Linked DNA regions of Mus musculus: region 1 is linked to region 2. Evidence: chromatin contacts called from public Hi-C data. All regions are on one chromosome and are shown on one strand. The core of a region is the stretch at or near the end of the contact, and the rest is flanking DNA. Distances in the headings are between cores, read along the strand shown. Region 1 overlaps Plxnc1 (plexin C1). Region 2 holds the start of Cep83os (centrosomal protein 83, opposite strand).

The links. Hi-C and Micro-C count contacts between places; a contact is called where the count stands out from the background.
Region 1: a Hi-C map of muscle stem cells shows a contact between it and region 2, with 1.8 times the contacts expected there. The contact joins the enhancer-like site here to the promoter of Cep83os in region 2. A contact is called at or near these places in 5 of 39 promoter capture datasets (the 3T3-L1 cell line, 3T3-L1-derived adipocytes, embryonic stem cells and 2 more), 3 of 484 Hi-C or Micro-C datasets (bone marrow-derived macrophages, muscle stem cells and nephron progenitors), 8 of 115 datasets of contacts at active chromatin or transcription factors (the SCID.adh cell line, bone marrow-derived macrophages, effector CD8 T cells and 5 more) and 2 of 9 other capture datasets (adipose tissue and liver).

The regions. Positions count from the first base shown.
Region 1 is chr10:94,899,458-94,904,014 of GRCm38.p6, forward strand. The region is part of intron 4 of Plxnc1 (plexin C1); the gene reads right to left. Among named protein-coding and RNA genes, the nearest start is that of Plxnc1, 43 kb to the right of the region's middle. Within about 2 kb of position 2,499, at least 3 of the 459 cell types and tissues checked have an H3K27ac peak or open chromatin away from gene starts, as enhancers often do. A contact at or near this core is called in muscle stem cells, where this site is marked.
Region 2 is chr10:94,687,099-94,691,550 of GRCm38.p6, forward strand. Cep83os (centrosomal protein 83, opposite strand) reads right to left here and starts at 1,515. Exons shown (of 3, transcript NR_015524.1): 1 at 1,135-1,515. It overlaps Cep83 (centrosomal protein 83), which reads left to right and starts at 1,692. Exons shown (of 16, transcript NM_029852.2): 1 at 1,692-1,948.

The DNA.
Region 1 (4,557 bases), core at 1,249-3,748, 210 kb after region 2:
TGTGCCCTTCAGTGTGCCAATACGGCAGTAGATGCTGTTTGCCCAGTGTGCCAATATGGCAGTCGATGCTGTTTGCCGCTCACCCCAAGTAGATAGCCCCTCCTACACCCTGCTCAGTGAAGGACACATCTGTCTGTCTGGTCCCCCAAGTCAGATGTCTGCATATGTATTGCTGGTAAGAGTTAGAACATACACCCCTCTGCCATCTCTCAGAAGTCCTCCTCACCTGACCCGGGTGCTCTCCTTAGAACCCAGTGCCTGGGCCACAGGGAGAATCTAGCTTCTTTGAGTGTCAGCTCTTTTCTTTGTGCAATGTTGGGTCAAGGAAGAAAGAATACATCTTCCATCGTGGCCATCTTCATCTTCTATTTTATGGCCCTATTTTTAGTGTGCCATGCTCAAGGGGGAATTCAATTAATCACCAAGTCCCGTCAGTGTTGGCTTCCAAATAGCTCTCCAATGTACCTGCTTCCAACTACTACTGCGCTAACCCAGCCCCAGTTTCTATAACCACCTGCTGACTGGTCTGCCAGCTCCCAGCGAGGACCCAAGTCCATCTTGCTCCAGATTGTATGCTCAGTTGCTCAGTCTCCACAAGATTCTTCTAACAAAATCTAAACGACTCATCTGCCCTGTTGACCATGTCCTCTTATCCCCACCCCCCAAACATGCCATACACGCATCCACACCCACATTCAGGAACTTAAGTGTATTCTTCGCCAACCTGTTACCTCAGCCAGTTTCCCTTCCTGATACCTGCCTATGTTTCAGATTTGCCTGAATCATCTCTTCCCCAGGAAGCTTTCCCCAACCTTTCACATGGGAGTTAGATGCCCTATCTGTGTCTCCATGGAACCCTACATCTTCTGTGTCTATCCTTATAGCCCCCTATCCTATTCATCTCCTTTATTCCAGAGAGACAAGATGCACATTCCCAAGTCTCCAAAACTTCCTGTACCAGAATGATTCATCTCTACTGCTATTTGCCGTGCCATGTTATGATACATCTGACTGGACGGAATAGAATGGTCTATTTCCTTACCCTACTAATGTCGAGCTTGGCTGTGGAGCTTGTGTTAGCAGTAGAATATCCATAACCATGATGGGCGCAGAGGCTTTGAGTGCATCATGTAACTTAGTTCAATATCTTCTACATCTGCTCTCTGACTTAAGAGTAGGTACACAATGACAGACACATGAAAGAGACCTGAGTTTCGCTGATAGCACGACACAAACCTCTTCCTCCTCCCACAGCTGACAAGCACATCCATGAGTGAAAATAATAAATGTAGAGAAATACCTGCTCGTTAGACTTCTAAGGATCAGGCAGTTGCTCATTAGGTAGAATCACTGAAAGAGAATCTGCCGGGCAGTGATGATGCACGCCTTTAATCCCAGCACTTGAGAGGCAGAGGCAGGCGGATTTCTGAGTTCGAGGCCAGTCTGGTCTACAAAGTGAGTTCCAGGACAGCCAGGGCTATACAGAGAACCCCTGTCTCGAAAAACCAAACCAAACCAAACCAAACCAAACCAAACCAAACCAAACCAAACCAACAAACAAAACAAACAAACAAAAGAAACTCAGAATCTACTGACGCTTACCCATCATTAGACTAGAGAAGCCATTCAGATGGGAACTGTGCCTCTGAATGGGATGTCAGGCTTATAACACGTGGGTACCTCATACATGTCAGTGGTCAGATGGACGGCTGAATGAATGATCACTGGCATAGACCTGTCTGCCCTCCTAGTTTGCTTGTTAACCCCTTACAGCCAAGAAGGACATCTGGGTTTTCTCAACAGCACATAGCCATCTCACTTCCCACATGGGGGCTCTTGGTAGGTATTCAACAAATGTTTGTTGAAATTAAGAGGAAATGGATTTTGTGGGCTGGCTTGGGAATCCACCCTCAATTGGTGACATTGTTTCTGTGGGAAAGGCACCCGTGTGAGCCAAGCAAACTTGCAAATGAACTCTTGGAACCTTGTCGGGCTCATCGGCTCGGGATTGCCAGTTCTCTGGAAATCCACAACTGAACACATGTGCTGGGCTTCGAAATACGGGAGAAGCTGAGAAACTGCTTCCAACTCCAATATATATTCAGCTTGAAAAAAAGAATTCCCTTTCCACCCACAGACAACTGCAGCACAGGTTGAACCTGAGGTTCGCACAGTAAAATACTAGACCTCAGTGCTTGCTTAGTTGGTTTTTTTTTTTATCTGCTTATTACACTGGGAGACTATTCTTAACACCAAATAAAAAAGAAATTAATTATCATTTTCTTGGCCCCCCACCATACCCAAATCCACTTTCAAGACACGTATACAAGAAGGTTCAACCTTCTCAAGACAGAGAAGAAATTATTTTTCTAAATAAATCTGTGACATTTAAAATAAACACAGTGGGATGCTTCGCCACCACACCAAAAACATCCCCTTTAGAATTCCTAATTTTGAATGGTACCGAGAGCTTAACATGAGTCACAGATCTGAAGCTTAGTTTCATTTTATCTTAGGCCAGAACGGAGCCAACTGGGAGCCAAGTGAGGGGACGTGGCTACCAAGGACCGTCAACCATGACCCCGCTATGTTTGCTGAGTGGGTAGGGGTTGCTTCTCTGATGTTGGGTAGTTAAGTGGACATAGATATACGTTCTAGGATAGCAGATAAAGAGCTCCTGAAGGGAAGAGTGTGCTAAAATGGAGAACTTTTAAATTCAAGGTAAAGGCCCTGGGCAGGAATATTCTTGAATCAGAAAGACAATCAGTGAGACCAAGGAGAGAGAGTCATGAGAGAGGTCGGAGCTGCAAATCACAGAATGCCTTGTCTGCAAGCAGGAGATCAGGCTGAGTTTGAGAGAGGAGAAATTGGGAGCAATGAATCTAGGGAGGACACCGTCTAGTGGGGATTTTTTTTTTCTTTTTTTAAAGGATCATTCCTACTGGAAAGTGTACAGCAAGGGTGGGGGAGCGAGATAATGAACAGGGGAAATTGAAGAGAGACCTTACAGCGAGCTGTTAAGAATGGCTTGCTGTCCTCACCCAATTCTCTAACAACTCCCTTCTGGCTCACTGTTCCCCCAGGGGACACAGCTTCCCCATGTCCCTCTAAAGCGACAGTTCTCAACCTGTGGTTCATAACCTCTCTAGGGTTGAAAAATCCACTCACAGGGGTTACCTAAGACCACCAGGAAATCACAGAGATTTATGTCATGACTCATAACAATAGCAAATCGCACAGCAAAGTTACAGTTAAGAAACAGCAACGAAAGCTGGGCGTGGTGGCGCACACCTTAAATCCCAGCATTTGAGAGGTAGAGGCAGGCAGATTTCTGAGATTGAGGCCAGCCTGGTCTATAAAGTGAGTTCCAGGACAGCCAGGGCTATACAGAGAAACCCTGTCTTGAAAAAAAAAAAAAACAATAAAAAGAAATAGCAACAAAAATAATTTTATGGTTGGGGGTTACCACAACAAGGAACTGCATTAAAGAGTGTCAGTGTTAGGAAGGTTGAGGACCACTGTTCTAGAGGGCTGGCTGCTTCCTTTAACTTACTAGAGGTGGCCCAGCTGGGCCTGACAGCCCTCCTCCACATAATTCCTCTCTTTCTGACCATCTCTCAGAGTTCAAGTTCATGTTTGCAATAGATACCATCCTGACTCCTTACACAAAACCTACAGGACCAACACTCACCCACCTTACTAGTTAGTTTTAGGTCTTGACTAATTTGTCCTTTACTCTTCACCAGTGGGCCCATCCTTGTTCCTGGTGGCTTCGACTGACACACAGAGGTCCCTGTTTCTCACACAGTAGTCTTGTTCTCCACCCTCGCTGCCATGACGTAACAGTCCTGTAGACCTTACCATTCCCGGTACCTCCACACCTGTATCGCCTCAGCGTTGACCCCCACACAGTCCAGGTGGTGTTTTCCCCCCTCTCATGTCTCCCATCCACAGTGTGTCCCTACTTCCCTCCACCGCACACAGGTGACATCAATGTCATCCCATAGCCCCACCCTGATGTACTTATCCCCAAACTCTAGCTAAACTGAAGTCTATCCTCCGTACTTTCCCATGATGGGACTGGAGCTAGACTACATGAGCAAAGCAAACCCATGCTTTCTGTTTCAAAGGCAAGATCATCGGCCTCAGGTGCGCCCCAATATTGCCAGGCAACCATACTCTATTTTCTCTCTGTGTGTGTCCTTTACCTGAGCTCCTGTGTGCTTCCTGCTTCCCTTCCTCAGATTTCACGGCTCCCTCTCCCCGGGCTCACACAGACACCTGGCTCCTGCTGGTCTAAGGTCACAAAGAAGGTTCCGAGCAATATGGACATACCCTGAGGTCTGATCTATCTCTACGAGCTCTGGGGTCCACACTACTGTTTCCCTCCCATCCTGGACTGAGGCTACCCTCCCCACTGATGTGATTAGGTCATATTTTCTGTCATCTGCTGAAAGACAACACACCACAATATTCACCCTCCTTCCCCCCACCCCTCTCCTTCCTACCGGAATTTTCCCCAACAACACACACAAAAAAAGCTGGTAGGTGGAGTGT
Region 2 (4,452 bases), core at 265-2,764:
GCTTGAGTTCCAGTCCTGGCTTCATTGGTGATGAACAGCAGGGTGGAAGTGTAAGCTGACTAAACCCTTTCCTCCCCAACTTGCTTCTTGGTCGTGATGTTTTGTCCAGGAATAGAAACCCTCACTAAGACAAATGGTTATTAATATATACACCTTGATTTTCTATTTAAAAATATTGCTATTTATACTAATCTGTGTCTTTATGTGAGTTGGTGCAGATGTTCTCAGAGGCCAAAGGCATCAGATCCTGAGAGCTGTAGTTACAGGCCAATTTGAGCAGCAGGACCTGGCTTCAGGGACCTTAATATGGGTCCTTTGGGAAAGCAGCAAGCACTTCTAAACACTGAGACATCTCACCACTGCGGATTTTCTCCTATTTTTAACGGTTTAAATGTTCATCTAGCATTTACTCTTCTCTGAGAAATAAAGTTTTTCTTCAGTTGTTAGTCATCTCTCCAGTCTTCTCCTCACTTTCCAGTGATTCTATTTTATTTAATTTATTTTATTTTTTTAACGGATATTTCCACTGGTTACAAATGATTTGATTTGATTTCAGGATCTGGGGAATCCGTAACGCCTAATTGAATTTACAGAACTAGGGATTAAGATAATCTATAAAAATGCTGCGGCACTTGATATAGGACTGTTCAGCAAATTGTTACTGTCAATGTCTCTCACACACACAGGACTTCTGCTTTCTCTATTCTGATCGTGAATGTGTCTCCCACATACCTCCTTTATATAACCTACCCATAATAGTATGCACCCTCATTTCTAGAAAAAATGGTGACAGCTCAGTTACCACTCTACCCAGAGCCCGGATCTAGTCATCTCCTGCATGTTCATGAGAGGTGAAGATAAGCTGTGCTTCATAATGCACTGTGGCGATCCAAGGCCACAGTATGGAGGCACTCAGCAAGCATGGGTATAGACGGGATGCATGTTTCTCCCATCGCCCACCCTGAAACGCGAAAAGCCTAATTTACCTTAGCTTTTAGGTCACAAATATTATCAAAGCTGTCACCAAGTGTCAATTTAGTTTGCAGCCTGGAGACCAGGAGCCCACCCTGTTATATTACCCCTAAGAGCAGGCGGGCCTACAGGATGGGCCTGGGGCAGGAAGGAGGTCCTGACCTGACTTCCCTGGTGGCAAGCTGGGGGCGACTCCGCACTCACAGGCTGACTGGGTGCCAGAGCCCGGAAAATCCGCCCAGCAGGCACGATGACAAGGCGGGCGGGAACAGAGGTGGCGGCGAAGAGCACCGTCCAAGCCCTCCGAGAAGGAAGTGTGACAAGGGCACAGAGTCCCTCAGCCCACCGGGAGTCGGGCGTGAGGTGACATCTGCCGTTCCCCGGGCTCGCGGGCTTCGGTGCGGCCCACAGGGACGTCCCAGAGTGGCATCCTCACTTTTTTTTTTCCCCCACAGCGGCAACAGCTACCCGCGTAACCGTCAGCCCGCTCCTCTCACCAACGGCTCGGACCTTGGGCGGCGCGCGGTGCTGATGACGTAGGACGGGGAGGCGGGACTTCCTGCCTCGCGCCTCGCCGGGGCTCGGGACGCGCGCGGTCCGCTCGGGAGTGGCGGACGGCGGGCTGAGGGGGCGGCGTGTCGGCCGAGGAGGGCGGGCCGCGGAGGAGGAGCCGGCCTTGCAGCCGCCGCCCTCTCAGCCCTCCGAGTTTCCCGGGCTACCTCAACCTTTCCCGAGGCGTGGGTGCCCTCGCGGACCGTCCGGCTCCTCGGTTCGCCTCCAGCCCCGCGGCGGCAGCGGCCGCTTGGACCGCTCCGGGCCCCACACCCCAGCCGGTGGGACCGTCCCGAGCCCTCGGCCCCAATGCCTGGGAGAGCAGAGCGGAGTGGGTGGCGGTGGTTGGAGCTGTGCCGGGGGCTCCCGGTGGCGAGCGCGGCTGCTGTGCTGGGGCGAGCAGCGGGGACCGTGTGTGAGTTTGGTAAGTCACCTCTCTTCTTTTTAGGCGTGCTGGGCGTCTGCTTGGAAGCCTGCGGCACTCCGCGCCCGCCCTTGGACCCGGGTTTTGTTTCCTGGTGAAGCAGTGTTAGCCGGTGTTAGGAAGGCAGGCCCTGAGATGAGTTCTGGATGCAAGGTTTTTCTTTTCTTTTTCTTTTTTAAAGCACGTGAAACTCCTTTCGGGGCTCTTTGGTGCACTGCGGCACGGTAGCCAGCGGAGTCATGGGGTTAGTGTAAAGCACCTCTAGGTTAATTGGTGGGGGAAAAGCCACGCTGTCATCATTTTCCTTGTCCTTAAAGGTAGTCATAGCAGTGAGGTTTGCGGATGTTGCTGAGGTAAGGTCTGAACTGTGGGAAGTGTATTTTGGGCTTGGTACTTTGGCAAGTTCTTAGTCCAGTTTCTGACTATGATAAAAAGACTCTTGGCTTTTTAAAAATGCCCTAGAGGGCATTTAAGTGTCTTTAAGTCTTTGCTTACCTTCTAATTATCAGACCACTTTCTTCTCGAACATGTTGAGGATCAGGCTAAATTTGTTCTGATGATTTTTTTTTAAATATGTAGTGAATTCATAATATGTTCAGGCTGTTAGTATAAAGTACTAAACTGAGATTTAAAGTACCGAGTAGGTTGTTAAAGCCGTGCTTCTGTTACCAAGCAACATCACCGTAAACAAGTCTAATATTCAACTAGAACATAAGTAAATGTGGCCTGTTAATCTGAGTTTGGAGCGAGTTGGAGCTCTTCAGATTTATGCTTTTAGTTTATAGGTGGCTACATTTGTTGCCTTTTGTAGTCAGATTTCAAATAAATTTTATCTAGAATTATTAGAACACTTTGATTGTTTTTGTTGTCACACAAGACTATGGAGAGTTGTAAATGGATTTGAGTTCTTTTTGGTTGTTACATATTCCGGAGTATGCTGGGTATTTCTCTTTGAGTATTTCTTTTCTAATGAGATAAAGTATGCAATCTGTATTTAATAATATTCTTAAATAAAAAGATTATAGCAATTTAGAGTTACATACATTTGAGAGATTGTGAAACAGTACAAGTTTTTAAGCCTTGGCTTAGCAGTAGCCTTGGTCTACATTTGTTGAACCCTTAGTGATATAACTTGAATGGTAAACTAAGTTTTTATTTTAATTTACTTTATTAAGTGTTCTGTTTGGTGGGGAAAGCATTAAAGACATGGTCTAGCTTTGTATCCCAGACTTGCTTTGAATTGGCAATTTCTCTGCTTCAGCCTCCTGAATTCCAGGACAGAATGAAAATGAGGCTATAACCGCTCCAAGGTATGGTTGAGGAGAAGAGTTTACTGTAGATGTGAAGGAGAGAACAGCCAGAGGCAACAAGAAGGGTCTAGACTGAACATGGCCAACAGAATAGACCAGGTCGTGAGAGGAGAGAGGGGGGAAAAGGAAGGAAGCAAGAGGTCCAGGAGTGGAGTGGAAAGCAGAACCTAGAGTGCAGAGAGTAAGCTAAGCCATCATGATGGTTGACTGAGGTTGTACAGGAAAGAGAAGCTGGGGGAAGGAAGCTGGAGAGGGTTAGGGGAGGGGCCCAGGAGGGAGCTGGGGAGGGTGTGCCAGCCAGGAACACTCTGTAGCAGGTACTTGTGAGTAGGGATTGAGGGAGCCTAGAGGCTAACATACATCTTGACATGCTAATAGGCATCTCAGGATTAGGTTAATGCAACAGCCTTGGGTCCTTTTTGCCAGGGATAAGAAGAATGAATGAAGTCCCTGAGGTTTTTTTCTAAATGACAAACTTTGGGAAAAGGAATTTCTTAGGACCATAACTGGGACCACAAGCCTGAGTGATTGGCTTAAATGATTGTTTTGTTGTCGTTTGCCTTTTTATTATTTATTTATTTTTTGTTGTTTTAAGTTGAAGCTTGGTCTTGTAATTTTGCTCAGGATGATCTAGAACCCACTGTAGCTTCCTCATTGACTTTTAACATCTGGCAATTCTTGTGGCTCAGTCTTTTTTTTGTTGTTGTTTTTTTGTTTTTGTTTTTGTTTTTTTTTGAGACAGGGTTTCTCTGTATAGCCCTGTCCTGGAGCTCACTTTGTAGACCAGGCTGGCCTCGAACTCAGAAATTCGCCTGCCTCTGCCTCCCGAGTGCTGGGATTAAAGGCGTGCGCCACCACACCCGGCGTGGCTCAGTCTTAACCAGTGCTGAGACTAGATGTGTGAAGCAACCATGACATCAATTTGAAACTGTGACAAATGATATCTTTAAAGTCAAACTATTAGCAATAAGAGTTGGATTTTATATACCCTTACTAACAATCTGTTGATTTCATTTTAGTTTTCACTTACTGTGTCCTTCAATTGCTGAGGTTGACATAATGAACCATTGACCAGTACTGGTGTTAGTGGCAGTTGTGAGCCCACCTGTGTAGTTACTGAGGCTTGTGGTGTCTTCTGAGAGGAGCAGCGCTTTAACTGCTGAGCTACCTCTCCAGTCCCTTCCCATCACAACT